Linked DNA regions of Mus musculus: region 2 is linked to region 1. A link is a contact called in public Hi-C data. All regions are on one chromosome and are shown on one strand. The core of a region is the stretch at or near the end of the contact, and the rest is flanking DNA. Distances in the headings are between cores, read along the strand shown.

What was found. Hi-C and Micro-C count contacts between places; a contact is called where the count stands out from the background.
Region 2: a Hi-C map of 3T3-L1-derived adipocytes shows a contact between it and region 1, with 6 times the contacts expected there. The contact joins two enhancer-like sites. A contact is called at or near these places in 9 of 39 promoter capture datasets (the 3T3-L1 cell line, embryonic stem cells, frontonasal cranial neural crest and 4 more), 2 of 484 Hi-C or Micro-C datasets (3T3-L1-derived adipocytes and epidermal suprabasal cells) and 1 of 9 other capture datasets (embryonic stem cells).

The regions. Positions count from the first base shown.
Region 1 is chr16:25,621,602-25,627,062 of GRCm38.p6, forward strand. No RefSeq gene overlaps it. Among named protein-coding and RNA genes, the nearest start is that of Trp63, 59 kb to the right of the region's middle. Within about 2 kb of position 2,865, at least 30 of the 459 cell types and tissues checked have an H3K27ac peak or open chromatin away from gene starts, as enhancers often do. A contact at or near this core is called in 3T3-L1-derived adipocytes, where this site is marked.
Region 2 is chr16:25,943,188-25,948,648 of GRCm38.p6, forward strand. No RefSeq gene overlaps it. Among named protein-coding and RNA genes, the nearest start is that of P3h2, 160 kb to the right of the region's middle. Within about 2 kb of position 2,059, at least 38 of the 459 cell types and tissues checked have an H3K27ac peak or open chromatin away from gene starts, as enhancers often do. A contact at or near this core is called in 3T3-L1-derived adipocytes, where this site is marked.

The DNA of each region.
Region 1 (5,461 bases), core at 1,615-4,114:
GTCAGCACTAAACCAAGGGTAAGTCTAAGGAAGGAGATGAGTTTTGCTGTTGTTGGTTAGTTAGTTGGTTGGTAAAGTGCTTACTTCGCCAACATGAAGATTGTGTTCAATTCCCAGAATCCATACACAAATCGGAGTGGTCCTGTGCTTTTATAATCCCAGTGTAGAGACACATGAATCCAGAAATTTCTGACTAGACAGCCACACCTAATTGTCATGTGAGACCCTGTATCATAAACCCAAGTGAACTGCTCCTGAAGAGTGATACCTAAGATTATACTATGGCCTCCATATGCTTTTATTCTTTTGCAACCCCCTCCACATAAACACCAGACAGTGTTTTTTAAATGACTTATTAAAGTTGAGATTATAGGACATTACAGAATCAGATATAAAACAGTTATATATACAAGAAACTAAAGCTTGACATGACCATGATCACCGACTTGGAGTAATTGTAAACAAAAGTCAAGTCCAATCAAAGCAAAGACTTAATCTGGTGCAGCAGCAAGGACATTTTTATTTAACCTCTCAATGGCCTGTCTCAGGCAGTCAAGAATCCAATGGGTGGTATCACACTAAAGTTGAAAGGTCAAGAATTCTTTTCTGTTCAGAGTAACTAGAGTTTGGGGAACATCAGGTAAAGGGGCTGTTGAAAGTACATCTGGAAACTCCAGAACTGTTATTAAACTGTGCCTTTAATGTTAATAAGAAGAGTGGCAGAATAATCTGATGAAGAAAGCTAAAGTATGCAAGATTTCATAACAGTGAGCTGCGCCCAGGGCCTCTGGGAATTTTCTTCCTGTCTATCCAAAGCCCGGCTGCCTATCTGGAAATCAAGAGCCCCAGAGCCTCAGTCACCCACCAAGATCCACACAGCAAATGGGGCTGTTTCCTGTATTAACTATACTTTGCTACAACAAATGCACTCAGATGTGGTATTTTAATTGCTATTAAATAGATGTACTACTTAATTAAAGCAAAGGCTAATTAATTTTCTGAGTCATTGTTTGTGCAAAAGATGCTAAATTCCAGTCAAAACCAAATTAACTGAATAATATCCAATATTCAATTTGGTGCCGGTAGGAAGTCTTTTTTATTTTCATATTTAAATAGATAGTTTTACTAGAAATAGCCTAAGATAGAATGTTTAGATTCATTAAATGTCATCCTGGAGAGAGTCTTCGGAGAACTCATCCAAGCTTGTTCATTTTGTAAGTGAGAAACTGAAACCCAGGCAACCAAAAGCAGTTACCCTGGAACACCTCCCTTTCCTGTGCTCATTCTTCTATTCTTAGAAATGTTAGCTCTCTATGGGTCCTATAGCAGGACTACCAGAAGCAACAGAGAACCAGTAAAGCAGACAATTGCCAGAGCCAAAGTCACAGCTCTGGGCAAGGATGAGACCCCCAATTTCTACCCCAATAATCTCTTTACCATAACACAGCACAAACATCAAGTCTCAGGGCTTATGTGAGCCTATAGAAAAGTCATGATGTTTCTGAAACATTATGTTTCATTGATGTTAAACATTGTGGAGATTTCTTTTTCTATAGTTGGGGAAAGGTTGACTGTTGCAAAGGCTGACCTTCAATCTTTCTTGTGAGTACAGTCTATTCTAAGTGAACCTCATCATTTCGGACTACCCTCTTTTCAATCATGTCTGGTCTCTACCTCCCGACACAACTTTCATTCCTCAATATACTTCATGCATGTAGTTTTTGGATTCAATCTAGATACATTTCATGAAGAGCAGCTCAACTCTTTCTTAAGAAGTCTACTCACATACTTGGTGTTTCTATAGAAATGACCGCCATGATTTCCAAAGGCCCTGGAATCTGACAGATTCGCAAGGATTGAGGATGTAGACTTTGACTAATGTTTCTCAAGCAATGAAGGGTCACATAGATTGTTTGTCATTAGAGGGAAGATGGTAATACGTCCCAGTTTCCACTTTGCTTCAGAGACAAGAATTCAACACAGCCTTCTGTGTTACAAAAGGACAATGGTCCAGTTCCTCCTGATGATACTTTTAGGTTCTTTTCCACTTTACTGAAGATGTTAGTCAGGTAGGAGGGACCATGCTTGATGATTATGTTTTACGTGCTCCTTCTCTGAATGTTTTATTGCTATGCATTCTCAGAGTTTGTATTGTTTTGCCTTTGGCTTGTTCTATGAGTTCTGATTCTGTCTTATGCTTCTGACTAAATCTACAAATCTGTCTAAATTCTACTCTACATTGTCACTTTTTTTTTCTTTCTAAACTAAGGCCCTGGAGAAACTAATGATGAGCTGCTGTTAAAAGCTTCTAGATATATCTCTATTAATCCATAGAGGAAGGAAGGCCAGTGTGGTCCTGTTGAGGCTAGCTCAGAGCCAGCATTCTGTTTTCTTGTCATGAACTTAGCCAAGGTGAAGAAACCATCCCTCTCCTGAAATGGCTGTCTCAGTGCAATGCATCCTGAACAGTGAGTGAATTATAGGTTGTACATAAACCCTGCCAGGCCCTGGGGAATGAAAGGGTAGTGCCAAATTTTCCCTTCAGTACATGTGTGACTCCAAAATGAAATGCATATTGGGCAATTGGCATGTGGAAAAGGAAGGTAGGTGAAATGTGTTGATAATGGTTGCAACAAGACTTTTATGGGTTTTCCTATACCAGGCCTCCCATATTGGTGATTTGCTGGGACTTATTTCAATAATCTCTTTGAATGTGTGAATCTTAGCCAAAAGCTCAGGGGACTCTGTTACTGCTCAGCCAGGGGAAACAGACTTTGATGAATTTCAGGGACAGCCCCAGGAGGAAGTATGACTCCTCAAAAGACCCAAGGGGGATTGATTGCAAAATCCTGGGCTGGGCAGCAGTGAGTGAGCTCTGGGTCTGTATTTAGACAAGCAGGGGCAAAGCTTGGAAGGCAAGAGCAGTCCTAGGGAGGAGCCTAGCTTCAGACAGACACAGGTTGGAGAGTGAGGAACAAACTTATTGTCGTGGAATGAGGCTGTGATGCTGGTGTTTCTGAGCAACTAGGAATGCTTCCATGTGATGAGCAAAGGCATGTCACACCATGTCCTGTAGCGACAGGGAAGCCCTAACTTTTCTTTGACTTCTCTGATGTAGAATGAGCTGTGTAACCTCCTCTTTCTCCATCCCCATGTGCAGAGATCAGTGGAGTGCATGTAAGCTGTTACACTAAGAGGGAAAGCCTCAGGCTTTCCAATAGGAAGAAGAACCTGTTTGGACTCTCAGGCCCTTTCAGTTAAAGGAGTCCCTCAACCTTGAGCTGTGGTTCTCTCATTTATAAAAAACAGACACTGGCATCAATTTCAGGGTATTGCTCAGATACATCAATACAATGTACTGCAGTAGTGCTTAATCTGTGGGTTGTGACCTCCCTTGGGGTTTTTCTATAGCAGATATCCTGCATAACAGATCTTTACATTGCAATTCATAACAGTAGCAAAATTAATATTATGAAGTCAAAACAAAAAAATAATGTTATGGTTGGGGATCACCACACCAGGAGGAACTGTATTAAAGAGTCACAGCATTAGGAAGGCTGAGAACCACTACTATAAGGGCTACTCATGAAAGAACTCAACCTTTTAGTATGAATTTATTGTCTCACATATTGCATCCTAACTGCAGTTTATCCTACATCCCTCTGTCCTCTACATCTTCCCTCCTATCCACTCCCTTTCTCGGATATCAACCAAATGTGGTATCTCAAGTTGCAATAAGATTACTCACCTTCCTCAAATTGAGGCTGGCTTGGGCAACTGAGTAAGAGGACAAGGGAAAGGAGTCAGAAAGAGCCCCTGTCCCCTCTGCTAGGAGTCCTACAAAAACACCAAGCTCCACAGCTATAACATATATACACAGGGCCTACATTAGACCAGTACAGGCTTCCTGATTGTCAGTTCAGTCTCAGGAAACTCTAATGAGTCCGGGTTAATTGATTCTGTGGGTTTTCTTATAGTGCCCCTGATCCCTCTGCCTCCTCCAATCCTTTCTCTCTCTCATCCTCAGGATTCCCCAAGCTCCACCTAATGTTTGGCTGTGGGTCTCTGCATCTGTTTCCATCAGTTACAGCATGAAGCACCTTGATGACAGTCGGGTTAGACATCAATCTATGAGTAAAGCAAAATATTTCCAGGCATAATTTCATTTATTTATTTATGTTTATTTATTTAATGTATTTTTAAAATTTAATTTTAAATTTTTTGTCAACCATGTTTGGTTCTATCATAGGTCTCTGGGCCATCTGGCCTCTGGTTTCAAACCCGGTGCAATTGAAACTCATGGGAATTTATTGGGGTGACCCTAGCTAAAAATCCTAGTAAAGGGGGATACAAAGCCTGAACTGGCCATCTCCTACAATAAGGCAAGATTTCCAGTGGAAAACAGACACAAAACCTTCAACCTACAATTTGCCCTACCAGCACTGGGGGGAAAGGTGGCACAGAAACTGTAGGAGTGGCCAACCATGACTGGTCCAGCTTTGGCTCCATGCCATGAGAGGGAGTCCAGCCCTGACACAGCATGAAAAAACTCTTACAGTTCCTTCATTATTCAACTACTTGTTTTATCATGTCAGCATTTATGGATATTGAACGGTGACTAATGTCAAGGAACAGAAGACAGATGTCCCCTCACCCCCTCACAAGAAAGTCTTCTCATAGAAATGCTTACATTTCCTTTCCTCGGGGCCAAAGTAAACATGAATGGACTCAATGACCAATGGCACCTCCTTAGACCATGTGATGTTTTGTTTTGTTTTGTTTTTTCATGAATTAACCCATTTGGTTTCTAATAGACCTCTGTTGAACAGCATATTTGTTCACATTCTACAAGTGAAGAGACTCAGATGCAGTACTTTCTTTCCGGACAGACAGCATTAATAGGTGATAAAAGCTATCATTCTTAACAAGTATCTTCTCAATGTGTTGAGAAAAGCAGTTCCAAGATTTCTAGGGATGTAATTCCCAGGAGGTTGCAAAGAGTAGAAAGTGAGGGTTAATTAGGAAGTCTTAGTGGAGAAGTTGATCTTGATTTTGAAACATATGTAGGGTTTGGGACCAAGTAAGAATGTACGAAGATACTGCAGATTTCAAATGCAGAATTGGCCAAGTTTCATCAAGATGTAGAGCACATTCAGGGAACTGCCTCTGACAATATGTGGTAAATGTCTCTGTGTAGGAGCAGGTGTGGTGTAATGTTCTGTTATATGTGTCCAACATGTGTTAGTGTGTCTACACATGTGTATGCACATATGCATGGAGGTATGTGAGGGAATCAGTTTAAATGTATATGGAAGCCAAAGGTCTGTTGTAATATCTTTCTAGACTGTTCCTCACAGAGCACTCAGAGTCTCTCACTGAATCAGAAGGTCATCAAGTAAGTTATGATAGCTGGCCAATGACCCTCAGGGACATACTTGCTTCTATCGCATTCCTTCCCAGT
Region 2 (5,461 bases), core at 809-3,308, 320 kb after region 1:
AGGAATGGAGGGATTCAAAAGTTCTTATCTTATGATCTTCACAGATTGCATACTGAGCGTCTAGTCATTCATTTCCAATTTCCTGGTCTTCAAGTTTCTCCCAGTCTTACATTTCTGCCTTCAGAGAGACAAAGATGATTCAGATCCAATGTTAATATAAGCTCAGTCCCTTTAGATGAACATTGATCTTTGTATTAGTCTAAGTGTTGTGATAAAGAAAAGTTTGTGTGTTGTCAGCGAGCAGAGACATCTAAACTCAGTTCCAAGTATGTGGGTAAGACCCTGGTAAATGAAAGGCTGCTTTCTAAGCTAGTTCTTTAACCCGATCCATGCTCAAGTTTATTATTATGCTCCTAAGATTACTAAGGTCTAAGAAGGGAAGAAAATAAGATAGCTCTAAGAACGGTTTTGTGGAATCTGCAGTCACTCCAATCCAGGAACATGGAAACGAATTAGAGCCGCCACTTTATCTATGCTAGTAGTCAAGTGTGGTGTAGAGGCAATTTCAACATTCAAATTATATCACATCTTATGATGAAATAGGAATTGCCCATGGACCAATTCTTTTTCTATGATCACCAGACACCAGGACAGGAAAAATCTTCCTAGAATAGATAAATATTGATTAAGATTTAAAAATGCCCCCGTTTCCAGGAACAGATACCGTCACTTGAAACTACATCCATCTTCAGATTGGGGAAGCTAGTGTGTAGGGAAAGAAAAGGATTTCTAGGCTTTGCATTTGTATTGCTGGCCTGGGATTTTTTTTACTTTAGGTCACCCTTTATCTAGGAGAAAACATTGTTTCATTTGGACCAGAGGAATCGATAAAGGAGCCCATGGAAAAATGGGTGGCTTCTGCCTTTTTGTTGACATGCAACTCTGCTCAGGAAGCTAGAGAAGAGTCCTTGGAACACATTTGGAAATAAGAATTTGGCACTAGTGTTCTCTGTGTTAGATTAAATTATGGCGAACTGTGGATTATCAGAGGTAGAGAATGGCCCATGCAGGTGACTGGTAAAAATACCCTTACTATATTATTTAAAGCCTGCTGGGAAATGATGGCAGTTGAAATGGAAATGATTATAATTCCTGCTCTCAGCACATCCTCTGTGCCGCTCTACCTCCTTATTTTCTCCATAAACCTGTAAAAGAGGTTCCATTTCTTCCATTATACACAGGTAAGATTGAATTCACAAGAAGGCAAACAACTCTTCTAAAATCACTCAGGTAGTCATTAACCCTGCTAGAGTAGAGCTTGTGAAATTTCTTTCTCTGCTCACTCTTTTGTTTTGTTTTAGAGTCTTGGGTTGGGTGCATTACAGAGACTGCAACTGAATCATGGAATCTAAACCACTGAGCTGAGAGGCCCTCGCAGGTAGACCCCAATGTTCTAGGTAGACCCGGATGTGCTGGCAGACATCACTGGATGGCCTTTTGCAGCTAAGGCTAGTATTCTAAACACAAGTGCTGCCCTCATGATTTATTTTTAATGCATCCTCTAAGAGAGACGTTCTCAACCTTCCTAATGCTATAACACTTTAATACAGTTCCTCATGTTGTGGTGACTCCTCTAACCATAAAATTATTTTTGTTGCTACTCCATAACTGTAATTTTGATACTGTTATGAATCATGAGGTAAATAACTGTTTTCTGATGATCTTAGGTGACCCCTGTGAAAGAAACATTCAACCCCCGAAGGGGAGGCAACGTACAAGTTGAGAACCACTGGTCTAAGTGATGCTGGGAGAAGCTGGTGTCACAAGACCAGGGGTGGAATTAGGAGGACTGTACCTGTTTTCTGAATCTGTCAGGGCACATCAGAAGTCACTTATCTTTCCTCAGCCTCTAACAAGTCATTTTGTTTAGAAAAAGAGATTATCATTAGACAGAAATGGCACCAATATCCTGACACCTGATTAAAAGCAGAATGGAGATAAAATGATTTCTCTCTCCTTCCTGGTCTGGGAAGCCAACATTGCTCACCCTCCAGCCCCCAGGGAAATGGCTCTGTCCCAGCGGCAGCCTGCTCTTTACTTTGAAGTTGCTGTTTGCATTTGGAGCTCCAAAAATGTTTGTGCTCACTGCTGCTGCAGGCTGGCCCAGCAAAACTGCTCATGCTGAGACCATGGCTGGCTTCCCGGGTGAAAAAAAAAAAAAAAAAAACCACGACAGTTAATTACATCAACCCAATTAGCAGAAGCACCCACCTTGTGCAAGCAAGGCTCACCTGCAGACTCACCCGTCTGGCAAAGGGCCCCCAGGCTTTAGTGGGGAAGCTGCTGAACTGAGAGACTAAAGTGTTTACCAGTGACCTCCTTTCAGTACCCTCTTGTCTTCCAGATAAGTAAAGGAACTGGAAGAGAACCAATCTCTTACGCCATAGTCTGCCGAGCAGCCTGCAGATAGTAATGGCTTTCAGATTGTTCCACTGGGCAGGGACAGAGTCTTCCCTCAGCACCTACCGGTGATCAGAGGTGGAACACGATCAGATATTGCCTTTGGTAATGAGGTTGTTTGCTTGCCTCTAACAGAGCCCTGAAGAGACAGAGCCCTCTCTGAAAGGCAGGCTGGGGAAACGTGACAGCTGTTTTCCTTGGCTCCGAGCTCACACTTTCCACCTTCACAAGGAATCCACGGTGCTGGGTTCAAAGATGAGATCCAGTCACTCATTAGCTGCCTACCAGGACCCAGTTGCTTAAACTCTTGGAGCTCTGATATGCTGTTTGCTGAAGGTGCGAGTGAGCACACTGTAGGGCTGAAGAACCATCCAGTGATTGTCATCAAGTAGGGAGAGACTATCTCCAAAGGGCAGCCCTGGGATAGAACTGTTCCATGTTGTGATTGGCCTGCTGGCCAGAGGACAATGCATTTGTCAATGGCAAAGAGCTATATGTTGAGACATACAACTTTTGCAGAACAATCCCCCTGTAAAAGTTGATGAAAGTCACTTTCAAATTTCAGTAAAGGGAATAATGATGATAATAGACTCAAAAGTATCAAGCAGAATGTATGGGCCATGTAGGTCCTATGTATGTACCAATGGCTTCCCTTTCTCCCCAAGCCTGCTTTCCTTATCTTTCAAATAGGAATTCAAATATTATTTCCTCTAAGAGTAAAAATTCATCTTTTTAATCATGTGATGGTAGCGGTAACGGTAAGATTATTGGTGTAACTATTTTCTCTACATTCATTAGTTAATATGTCTTAAATGTCCTTGTTGAACTGGGTCCTGTCACCAGCCCTGCTGTAAAAAGCATAGCACAGGGCCAGGCGTGGTGGCGCACACTTTTTATCCCAGCACTTGGGAGGCAGAGGCAGGTGGATTCCTGAGTTGGAAGCCAGCCTGGTCTACAGAGTGAGTTACAGGACAGCCAGAGCTACACAGAGAAACCCTGTCTCCAAAAAAAAAAAAAAATCAAAAAATAAAATAAAATAAATATAATTTAAAAAAGCATAGCATAACAGTGCCCCCCACCTAAGGCAGCTCCCAGCTTAAGAAGGGAGGTAGACTGAGTAGTAAGTACTTCCATATTACGAATGCTACTGTGTGAAGTTCAGTAGCAACAGAAGGCACCTCAGTGCTGGATAAGGGAAACAGAGAAGACATCCTGGTAAGAGGTTATCCCAAATGAGAGTTGGGTGAAGGGAAGTAGCAGAGAGACCCACAGAGAAGCTGGGGAAGCAGTCACAGCAGGCTGATAGATGCTAGAGCAAGGGAGTCTGGGAGACTACTTAAGAATGTATCATCTATCCATCTGCTTAAGGGCTCAGAGAGTCATCTTCGTGGTTACACAAGGTGGTTTGCTAAGTGTCTTCTCCCATGTGTTCCCATGTGTTTCAATTCTTCGGGTTCCTGTAACTGGGCCTCAGTCCTCAGCTTCTGCGTGAAAATCAGGGTCAGAACTTAAGGGAAAGCTTCCCTGTTGAAAAGCATGAACTTTTAAGGTTTTTTTTTTTTCATTTGCTTTGCATAATCAATCACTCACCTGCAAACCTGGGGGTTTCCCTATCAGATGACAGGTGACAGGAGTCATGGAAGGGATTCAAATCCTCTAAGGTGGCTCAATGATGTCAACCCAATTACCCGAGACAGCTTATCTGCACAGCAACGGCCCTCGGGTGTCAGTACCTGTGTGGACTTGGGTGGAATTCTTTGCTGGGACACTTGGCTGACAGCAAGTCTGCTCATCCCTGCCTCTTCCTGTCCTCCCCCCACCCCTACCCCCAACTGCAGAGGAAAGCAGCACCAGCCCCTCTCCACAGCCCAGAGACCTTGCCTGAGTTCTGGAGATAACAATATGCATAGCACCTTTTGTATGCTGCTAAAGAAAGGCTTCAAGGGTCGGTGCTGATATCCCACAGTCCTGCACCCGGGTTAATCCACCCGTTAAGTCATTTCAGCCTATTCCGCAAACAGCTGCTTCTCTTGCTTCCACACCTGTGCTGCCCCGCCCTTTCCTGCTTTGACCACCTCTGTTTCTTTTCTAGAACTCATGTGGCGTCTTCACATTCCAGACTGAATGGGGGAGGCCAAGCATGGAGGGTCTGTACTATGCTTTTACTTGTCTTGCGAGGTTAGAATGCATTGGGTTTTAGATATTGCAACTAGGATCCCTTTGGAAGACCTAGGACATTAAACATGTGGACTTAGTGGGCTTGAACACTCCTAAAGGTGTTATCTACCTTTAACCATCTGTGATCATGTAAATTCTGACTCGATATAGGATGACCTGTTCAAGATCCTACATCCATTGCACATCAAACCAGGGTATAGTAGCATACTCTACAGGAGATGTGCTACAGAACCACAGAAAGGTCTCAGGCAAAGATGGGATACAGGAGCTTAGTTTCTCCTTCCCTATGATAAAAAACCAAGTCCCCAGTACAGTTCTGTGAAGAATGAGGAAAATAGTAAACACACACACACACACACACACACACACACACACACAGAAATGCATGCACATGGGAGGAACTTCCCATAGGATATTTCAACATTCAACAGTAACTATTACACTTGCAACAGTGGCCCTCTGCTGTGTTACCAAACAAGATGACAACAGCAAAGTTCTATTCAAGCACACAGCAAGGAGGAGATCCATCTGATAACACAGCCACATTGTAGGTTTGTTACTGAAGAGGAAGGTGCTGACCTTACTGGGCTCCTTTGTTTCTACAGGGAATTAGACAGAGGAAGTGGAATAACCGGTCTGGGTCTTTGAGCTTGGGGTGTGGCAACCCTAGCACTTAAAGTATCTCCTTTAAATTTACTGATTCATCTCTTTGTACCCTTTCTCTATTTCTAAGATGTTGGAAGAGAATTTCTCCCCCTGGAGATAGCATAGCTGTGGACAGAATATCATAGACATAATGGAGGGAGGAGAGAGCACTTCTCTTTTCAGAAGCGATGCTATTATTTTCAATGAGACGGACTAGAACCCTTCCTCTGTCTTCTCT